2 separate regions of the Pan troglodytes genome follow, and region 1 is linked to region 2. A link is a contact called in public Hi-C data. All regions are on one chromosome and are shown on one strand. Each heading gives the region's core, a stretch centred on a gene start, on an enhancer-like site or on the middle of the called end of the contact. The rest is flanking DNA. Distances are from core to core; before and after follow the strand shown.

Region 1 (4,000 bases), core at 928-3,427, 120 kb after region 2:
CCCCTTATGACCAGGAAGATCCTGACTTGTGCAAGATGGGGCCTGGTATACAGTAGGCACTCAATGCTGGCTTTTTTTTTTTTTTTTTTGAGACAGGGTCTCACCTTGTCACCCAGGCTGGAGTGCAGTGGCGCGATCTCAGCTCACTGCAACCTTGACCTCCCCAGGCTCAGGTGATTCTCCCACCTCAGCCCTCAGCCTCCCAAGTAGCTGAGACTACAGGCATGTGCCACCAAACCTGGCTAATTTTTGTATTTTTAGTAGAGACGGGGTTTCACCATGTTGGCCAGGCTGGCCTCGAACTCCTGAGCTCAAGCGATCGGCCCGCCTTGGCCTCCCAAAGTGCTGGGATTACAGGTGTGAGCCACCGCGCTGGACCCTGATTTCTTAAATGAATGAATGAAACTGAGCTGTGAAATGGGGGCTAACACCATCCTGACTCCTGGAGCTGCTGGGAGAAGCTGAGGCAATGGCTGCTCTGAGGAGCCCTGGAGTAATAGTTGCATAGCAGTTGCTCAATAAATACCAGGCCAGGGCCCTGCTAAGCAAACTTGCTGGGCCCATTGAGAAAAGGACTCCAAACCCCTTCCTATTTTATAGACGGGTAAGCAGAGGCCCAGAAAGAACCTCCTGTTGGTCATTTTCTAGGGACAGAAGAAGGACTCAAAGTGGCTTCATCAAACAGGGAACTGAGGCCGGGTGCAGTGGCTCATGCCTGTAATCCCAGCACTTTGGGAGGCCAAGGCAGGTGGATCATTTGAGCTCAGCAGTTCGAGACCAGCCTGGGCAACATGGCAAAACCTTGGCAACAAGGCTTGAGCCTGAGGCTGAGGCTGGAGGATCACTCGATCCTAGGAAGTGGAGGTTGCAGTGAGCCAAGATGGCGCTACTGCACTCCAGCCTGGGCAACAGAGTGAGACCCTGTCTCAAAAAAGAAACAAAAAATAAAAAATAAAAATAAAATATTTATTTATTTATTTATTTTTTTTTTGAGACGGAGTCTCGCTCTGTCGCCCAGGCTGGAGTGTAGTGGCACAATCTCGGCTCACTGCAACCACCCCCTTCCAGGTTCAAGCGATTCTCCCGCCTCAGCCTACCAAGTAGCTGGGATTATAGGCGCTTGCCACCACGCCCAGCTAATTTTTGTATTTTTAGTAGAGACGGGGTTTCACCATGTTGGCCGGGCTAGTCTCAAACTCCTGACCTCAGGTGATCAGCCCGCCTCTGCCTCCCAAAGTGCTGGGATTACAGGCGTGAGCCACCATGCCCGGCCTAAAATATTTTTTAAAAAGAGGAACCAGATGGAAAATATTGGCTTTCAGGTATGGCTGGATCCAGGAACTAATGCTTCATCTCGGTGCTGCTGTCCTCCCTGCAGGCTCCTCTCTCAAACAGGCATCCCCACGGTAGGAAGGAAAGAGGCTCCAAGCTCCAGGCTTCCCTCTGTCCAGCTCAGTCTCCCGCTAGTGGAAGCAGGGTGTGCATCTTCCCCATGCACTCTGGCAAAAGTCCCAGCTGCTGCACAGTAAACATTGCCTGTCTCCTACTTCTCGCACCCAAGGGACTGTGCATAGGGGTGGGTTTGCGGCCAACTCCAGGGGCCTCCAGGGCTCACACCTTCAATCCCAGCACTTTGGGAGGCCGAGGCGGGTGGATCACTTGAGGTCTGGAGTTCAAGACGAGCCTGGCCAACATGGTGAAACCCTGTTTCTACTAAAAATACAAACACATTTTAGCTGGTCAGGGTGGCGGGCGCCTGTAATCCCAGCTACTTGGGAGGCTGAGGCAGGAGAATCGCTTGAACCCGGGAGGTTGCCGTGAGCCAAGATCGCGCCATTGAGTGCGAGCCAAACTCCGTCTCAGAAAAAAGAAAGGAGGATAAACGCTCAAGGGAGGGCATGCCTGGTGGAGGGAACGGCTTGAGCAGAAGCTGGGATGTGACAGATCCGGAGCGGGGCGGGGGGCATTTGCAGAACTCTGACCAGCCACCGTGTGGCTGGGGCACCGAGATCCAGGCCTCTGTTTCCCTATCTAGATGCATCGATGGGGAAAGGGAGGCCCCCAGACCAAAGGGGCGGGGCCTGGGCCTCTTGCCTCCTGGCCCTATTGGCTGCCAGGGGTCTCTCCCCGAGAGGTCTCATCCTTTTTTTGCCACAAAATTCAGTAGTTCTGGGCTTTTTAACTCCCCTCCTCTGTCTGAAACCGGAAAAGTCTGTTTAGCAAACGCAGTGGGAGGAGGCAGGGCGGGCCCGGCCGGGGAAACGCGCGCCGCTGTTGCCACCTGGTGGCCATGGAGAGAATCTGGACTACCCGCTAATCGCTAGGGCTGGGGTGGGATTTCAGGAGCCCCCCCAACACCTCGGCTCAGACCGCAGTGGGGATCAGGGGGAGGCGGCTGCAGAACGCGAGGGAGGTGGGGCAGTGTGGGCAGAAAGAGGGAGGATTCAGGGTGTGTAAGGAGGGCAAGGGTCCTGCTGCGAGTTGGTGGGCGTGAGGAGGAAGGAGCGTGGGGGCAAACCACGGTTCCTGTTACCGGAGTGCCCGGCTGCTCCACTCCCCCAAGGCCGTCCCTTCCCCTGCTCAGTCCTAACTTAGTAGGGTTCCAAGCTCTCATCCGGCTCTGTCTCCCCCAGATTAGGTGCTCCTGGAGGAGACCTAGAGGAAGAGATTAATAAATATATGTGGAATGAATGAATGAATGAATGAATGAATTCCAAGGCTCGTGTTTTGAGATTTTGAGCAGGACATTCAAGCTTCAAACAGGAAAAAAATACCCAAGAGGAGGCTCATTTACGATGATTTTGAACAGCTGTGTAAGGTCATTATCACCACCCCCATTTTATAGGGGGGTGAGGGTGGGGTGGGGGGTGGGATGGGAGGACCGTCATTTTTCCCACAATGTTTACAGCCCCCTTCCCTATATGCCTGGATCCTCCAAGCTACAAGACCCCGCAATGCTGCAGGGAGCCCTTGAGTCCAGACTCCCCATCCAGTGCTCCTGGGGGTGGATGCCCAGCCCAGGGTCCAGGGATCCATCTGAGCCCCCCTTGCCCCCATTCCCAGTCCATTCTATGCCAGAACAGGTAAATGGCAGGGTCTGCTCCTGCCCCACGGATGCCAGGCCCAGCAGGGTGCAGCAGCTTCCATTTCATGGCAGCATCTAGGGTTCCCCCCGCAGGATGGGTGGCAACAGGCGCGGGGCAGAGAGGAGGCAGGTGCACTGGAGCCTGGAGGAGCTCTGGGTTATTTGGGTCCAAATGTGACTGCTGTGTGTGCTACATAGCCTCAGGCGAGTCACTCACCCTCTCTGAGCCTCAACGATCACATCTGTAAAGTACAACAGTCATGGTTCCTTTCAGGGGGTGGTTGTAGGGATTTGGTAGGGAATCATGTGAGTGGATGGAATGGGCTGGGTATGCCATAAGTGCTTAATAACCAGCCGTTGTGATTGAGATAGTCGCTCTTCGTGTCTGTAAGACAAAGTGGATGTTTTCGTTTCTCCCTCAGGCCTCCAGGTCCTGATATCCCAGGAGCGATGGACGTCTAGCCCCCCCACCCCCCGGGCAGGGTTGCACCCCTGACCGTCTGGCCCACTGGGCCCCAGGACCTTGGCCTTGCACCTGTCTCCATCCTCCAAGGACAACTCTGTATCCAGGGCCAGCTCAGGGGCACCCTCAGGTAGCTCTGTCTTCTCGATAGGCTCAGTCCTCTCGCCTTTGTCCCAGGACATCTCTACCACCAGGGCCTCCTGCAGGGATGCCTCTTCCTGGAAGTCCACTGGGTTGATCCACTGCCAAGTCTGCAGAGGGAGGGTAGGGCCACAGCTGTGAGCAGAGCTCTACTTCCCATCCACAGCAGGATGGAACGGACCAGGTCACTGCTGGTTAAATTCTCTAACATCCTGAGACCTGGATGGGTGCAGTGTCTCACACCTGTCATCCCAGCACTTTGGGAGGCTGAGGCGGGTGGATCACTTGAGGTCAGCAGTTTGAGACCAGCC
Region 2 (4,628 bases), core at 1,798-4,297:
ACCTCAGATGATCTGCCTTCCTTGGCCTCCCCAAGTGCTGGGATTACAGGCGTGAGCCACCGTGCCTGACCTCAGATGGGTGCACTTTTGCTGAGTCCAGGGTACTGATTGGTGGCAGGGAAGGTCTCAGCCCAGTCTCAGTAGGACATCCAGTCCTGTTGATGTCAAATACCACCAGAAAAACAGCTGCAGTGAAACCCAGCTGGGTTTATGGATTAATGCATTGAAGGAAGAAACACCAGAAGGGGTTCTGTTTATCTCAGAAAGAGAAAGTGAGAAGGAGCGTGTTACGGAACTAGGGCAACTGTGGGGTGATTCGAGGAGAGTTCAAGGGAGTGGGATTCTGCCCTGGATTGTATGCAAACAGCTAGTGGGGACAATTCTCTAAGTATTTTAATAATCTCTTTTTTTTTTTTGAGATGGAGTCTTGCTCTGTCCCCCAGGCTGGAGTACAGTGGTGTGATCTCCGCTCACTGCAAGCTCTGCCTCCCGGGTTCACGCCATTCTCCTGCCTCAGCCTCCTGAGCAGCTGGGACTACAGGCGCCCGCCACCACACCCGGCTAATTTTTTGTATTTTTAGTAGAGATGGGGTTTCACCATGTTAGCCAGGATGGTCTCGATCTCCTGACCTCGTGATCTGCCTGCCTTGGCCTCCCAAAGTGCTGGGATTACAGGCGTGAGCCACCGCGCCGGGCCTTTAATAATCTTTTTACCTAGAAGGCAGGGGAACCTGCTGGGAATTGGCGAAAACTAGCAGTCACGCCCTTTGGCCAGGAGATGGGGAGGTTTGGCCATTTTTGTGGTTTGGACAATGCTCTTGTATTCACCTGTGCTAAGACTCGATTACGGAAGGGTTTTGTTTTTCTATGGCCAAGTGTCACTGGTCTGAGTGTCCCTGTCTGATGTGGACATTCCGTGAAATTGGTTTGGTCAAACAAAAAACTCTACAGCTTAGCTGTGACTGCCAGGCCAACTGCTAGCTGACTGTGGTCCAGGGCTACTTTTTTCTTCCTCACTTTATATTCACCTCCTCACCTTTGCATATACTGTTCCCTCTGCCCAGAACAACTTTCCCTCTCTTTTTCACTCAGCTCTTTCCTTCTCAAGCTTCAGAGCTCTCCTTAAATGCCACCACCTCTGAGAAGCCCTCTTTGATCACCCAGGCTGTGGGCCTCCACAACCCTATTTCAATCCCAGGCACATCTTTTAGTCACAATTACGATTATTATTTTATTGTTATTATTATTATTACTACTTTTGAGACAGAGTCTTACTCTGTCACCCAGGCTGCAGTGCAGTGGCGTGATCTCAGCTCACTGCAACCTCCGCCTCCCAGGTTCAAGCGATTCTCCTGCCTCAGCCTCCCAAGTAGCTGGGATTACAGGCGCATGCCACCGCGCCTGGGTAATTTTTAGATGGGGTTTCACCATGTTAGCCAGGCTGGTCTTGAACTCCTCACCAAGTGATCTGCCCGCCTCAGTCTCCTGAAGTGCTGGGATTACAGCTATGAGTCACCACGCCTGGCCTTTATTATTATTTATTTATTTATTTATTTTGAGATGGAGTTGCACTCTGTAGCCCAGGCTGGAGTGCAATGGCACGATCTCGGCTCATTGCAATCTCTGCCTCCTGGGGTCAAGTGATTCTCCTGCCTCAGCCTCCCAGGTAGCTGGGATTACAGGCATGTGCCACCACGCCCAGCTAATTTTTGTGTTTTTAGTAGAAACAGGGTTTCACCATGTTGGTCAGACTGGTCTCAAACTCCTGACCTCAGGTGATCTGCCTGGCTCGGCCTCCCAAAGTGCTAGGATTACAGGCGTGAGCCACCATGCCTGGCCTTTATTAGCATTTTTTAAGAGAGGTTCCTTCACCCAGGCTGGCTGGAGTGCAGTGGCGCTATCATACCTCACTGCACCCTCCAACTTCTGGGCTCAAGTGATTCTCTTGAATGGGAGGATGAGCATGCCACCACGCCCAGCTAATGTTTTTATCTTCTGTCGAGATGGGGTCTCATAATGTTGCCCAGGCTGCTTTCAAACACCTGGCCTCAAGCGATCCTCCCACCTTAGCCTTCCAAAGGGTTGGGGTCACAGGCATAAGCCACTGCGACCAGCCAGGATAATAATCTTTCATGTGATTTTCCGACTTTAAGCCCCCTGCAACCAGAGACCTTTCTGTCTCATGCCTGAAGGGAAGGAATTGGCCACGGAAAAACCTGGGAAATTCCTGGGGGAACTCCCTGAGGCAAGACTGCGCCTGGCAATTTGTAAGAAGGGGGCTGGTGCGACCTGAGCAGAGAGCTAATGGGAGGATGAGGGAAGCCAAGGGAGATGGGGTGGGAGGTGGGAGGAGTCTTGCGGGACAATGGGAACCCAGGGGAGGCGTTAGAGCAGGGCAGGTGCATCGCGCACTGGGATTTAGGTCCCAGCAAGGTCGCTGGGGGGATGCCTTTTAGGGAATGGACTCTGTGGTCAACTACTCCTACCTGAACTGCCCCCAAAGCATTTGCTTTTCCCTCTCCACAGTCAGGACCAGTGTAACCTTAGACCCCTAATACTGCCATTTTTACTGTTGAGGACACCGAGAAGTAGTAAATACAGAAAATCTAAAGTATAGTGCCTAAGACAAATTGGCGCCTTGAACCTAATTTCTAAATAAAATTAATAAATAATATTGCAGAAGTGGGGAGCAGGTCAGCAATCCAGGAAGAGGCACTGGCAGGAGCAAGAGACGGAATTTGAGCCTACTCGCGGTTATGAGCGTACTCGCGGTTACATTTTGGCCAAACTCAATTCCTGGTCTCTCTGAGCCTCGGTTTCCCCACCTGGACTGCGCGGTGTGTGTTAATTTCTCTGCCCCATTTATCTCCCCTCTCCTAGCCCCGCCCCAGCGTCACCAGTGGGACGCAGAGACTCAGGACTAGGAAAGCACTTTTAAAGCGCTAAGGGATTGCGAAGAGTTACGGAGAGGCTTCCTCAGGGCTATACTGGGTCCACCTCCCCTCATGGACCGCGGGCGCGCTCTGGCGGCCGGGCCGCTCCAGGCTGAAGCCGCCGGACCACGTGTGTAGTCGCAGCTGCCATCTTTCATCCGGGCATCGGCCATCTTGGTAAAGGCAATGTTCTAGATTTTCGCCTCTGCCCGCCCCTCCTGGTTCATCAACATATTAAATGAGCGTAGGGAATGAGGGCGTATTAAGTGTCCTCTTTTTGAAGAGACAAAGAAGTGGCTGACTACCCTGGCTTGGGTCCGAGGCCCAGCCATCTTTTTCTTTACCAAAATGGCGGCGGTACCGAGGCGCAATGAGTGCGCGCCGCCAGGAGCTCAGCGCGCAGGCCCCATGATGACGTCACGGAGGCGCGACCGGGCCGGCGCTGGGGTAAGAAGGTAGGAGCGTCTGCGGCGCGGGCGGAACCCGGGTTGGGGGAGCAGAGGCGCGGGGCGGGGGCTGCTTGGCCTGGGACCATCCCCTGGGAAGGCTGGAGGAGGGGTGCTGGGAGGCGGGAGCACTTCCGGCGTCCAGTCTGAACCGCACCTAGTTGGGGGCGATGCCCATTTCCAGACTAGACGACTGAAGCCCGACGCGACAGCATGTTCCAGGCCACCTGGCCCCGGACTGCCCCTAGGCAGCTTCTGGTCTCGAGAGGGACAGAGTTGGGCGCGGACGCCCCCGGGCTCTTGTAGGGGGATTAGTGGTGGGGGACTTCAAAAGGGATAGCCGGGAGGGCTGCTTGGAGGAGGCATTGTTGAATTTTGTATTCTGTTATTTTGCCTTCACATCCGTGGGGTCTTAATCCCCATGGGTCTTGATTCGCTTCTAAGTGTGCCCCTCGCCCAGCCTGAGCCACTCCTTGGGTCCCGCCTGGGCTCCCAGCTCCTGCCATCTGGGGAGTCCACCTCCTCACTAACCTCAGAGGGCTTGTGTGACCCATAGATTGGGCCTCCCGGCTCTAACGCCCTCCACACCTTCCCATCTCCCTGGAATACAAGTCGCCCCCTTTTCCAGCCTACCTCCTGCATCCCGCGTGCAGGCTGCGCTCTCCCCCACTCATTCAGACTTTTCCTTAGATGTCTCCTTTAGGAAGCCCTTTGACCCAGGCTGGATCAGAAGCCTTCTCCGGGCTTCCCCAGCGCCCTGCGTGTCCTTATTAGGACTCTGATTGCATGTGTTGGCTCTTCTCTGGGAGTCCCATGCAGGCAGAAAGCTCATTTGTGCCACCTCTTTCCCCAGCATCGCACACGTATTAGGTGCCCAGTACATATTTGTTGAATGACGTGTGTGCAAGTGAGTGAGTGTTTACCACACAGAGAAAAGTGTCTGTATTTCCAGCTTGGGCTGTCATAACTAATACCACAGACTGGGTGGCTTAAACAGCAGAAATTGCCAGGCACTGTGGCTCACACCTGTAATCCAGGCACTTTGAGAGGCCGAGGCAAGCGGATCACTTGAGGTCAAGAGTTTGAGACCAGCCTGGCCAACATAGTGAAACCCCGTCTCTACTAAAAATACAAAAATCAGATAGGCATGGTGGCACATGCCAACATGGTGAAATCCCATCTCTATAAAAATACAAAAATTAGCCGGGCGTGGTGGCAGGTGCCTGTAATCCTAGCTGCCTGGGAGGCT

What was found. Hi-C and Micro-C count contacts between places; a contact is called where the count stands out from the background.
Region 1: a Hi-C map of induced pluripotent stem cells shows a contact between it and region 2, with 2.4 times the contacts expected there. The contact joins the enhancer-like site here to the promoter of CCDC124 in region 2. A contact is called at or near these places in 2 of 7 Hi-C or Micro-C datasets (induced pluripotent stem cells and stem cell-derived neural progenitor cells).

The regions. Positions count from the first base shown.
Region 1 is chr20:20,704,479-20,708,478 of NHGRI_mPanTro3-v2.0_pri, forward strand. It overlaps IL12RB1 (interleukin 12 receptor subunit beta 1), which reads right to left. Exons shown (of 17, transcript XM_063800605.1): 16 at 3,621-3,799; 17 at 2,708-3,327. The coding sequence ends at 3,315. Among named protein-coding and RNA genes, the nearest start is that of IL12RB1, 29 kb to the right of the region's middle. Within about 2 kb of position 2,178, at least 9 of the 24 cell types and tissues checked have an H3K27ac peak or open chromatin away from gene starts, as enhancers often do. A contact at or near this core is called in induced pluripotent stem cells, where this site is marked.
Region 2 is chr20:20,579,497-20,584,124 of NHGRI_mPanTro3-v2.0_pri, forward strand. It overlaps CCDC124 (coiled-coil domain containing 124), which reads left to right and starts at 3,048. Exons shown (of 5, transcript XM_512503.8): 1 at 3,048-3,388.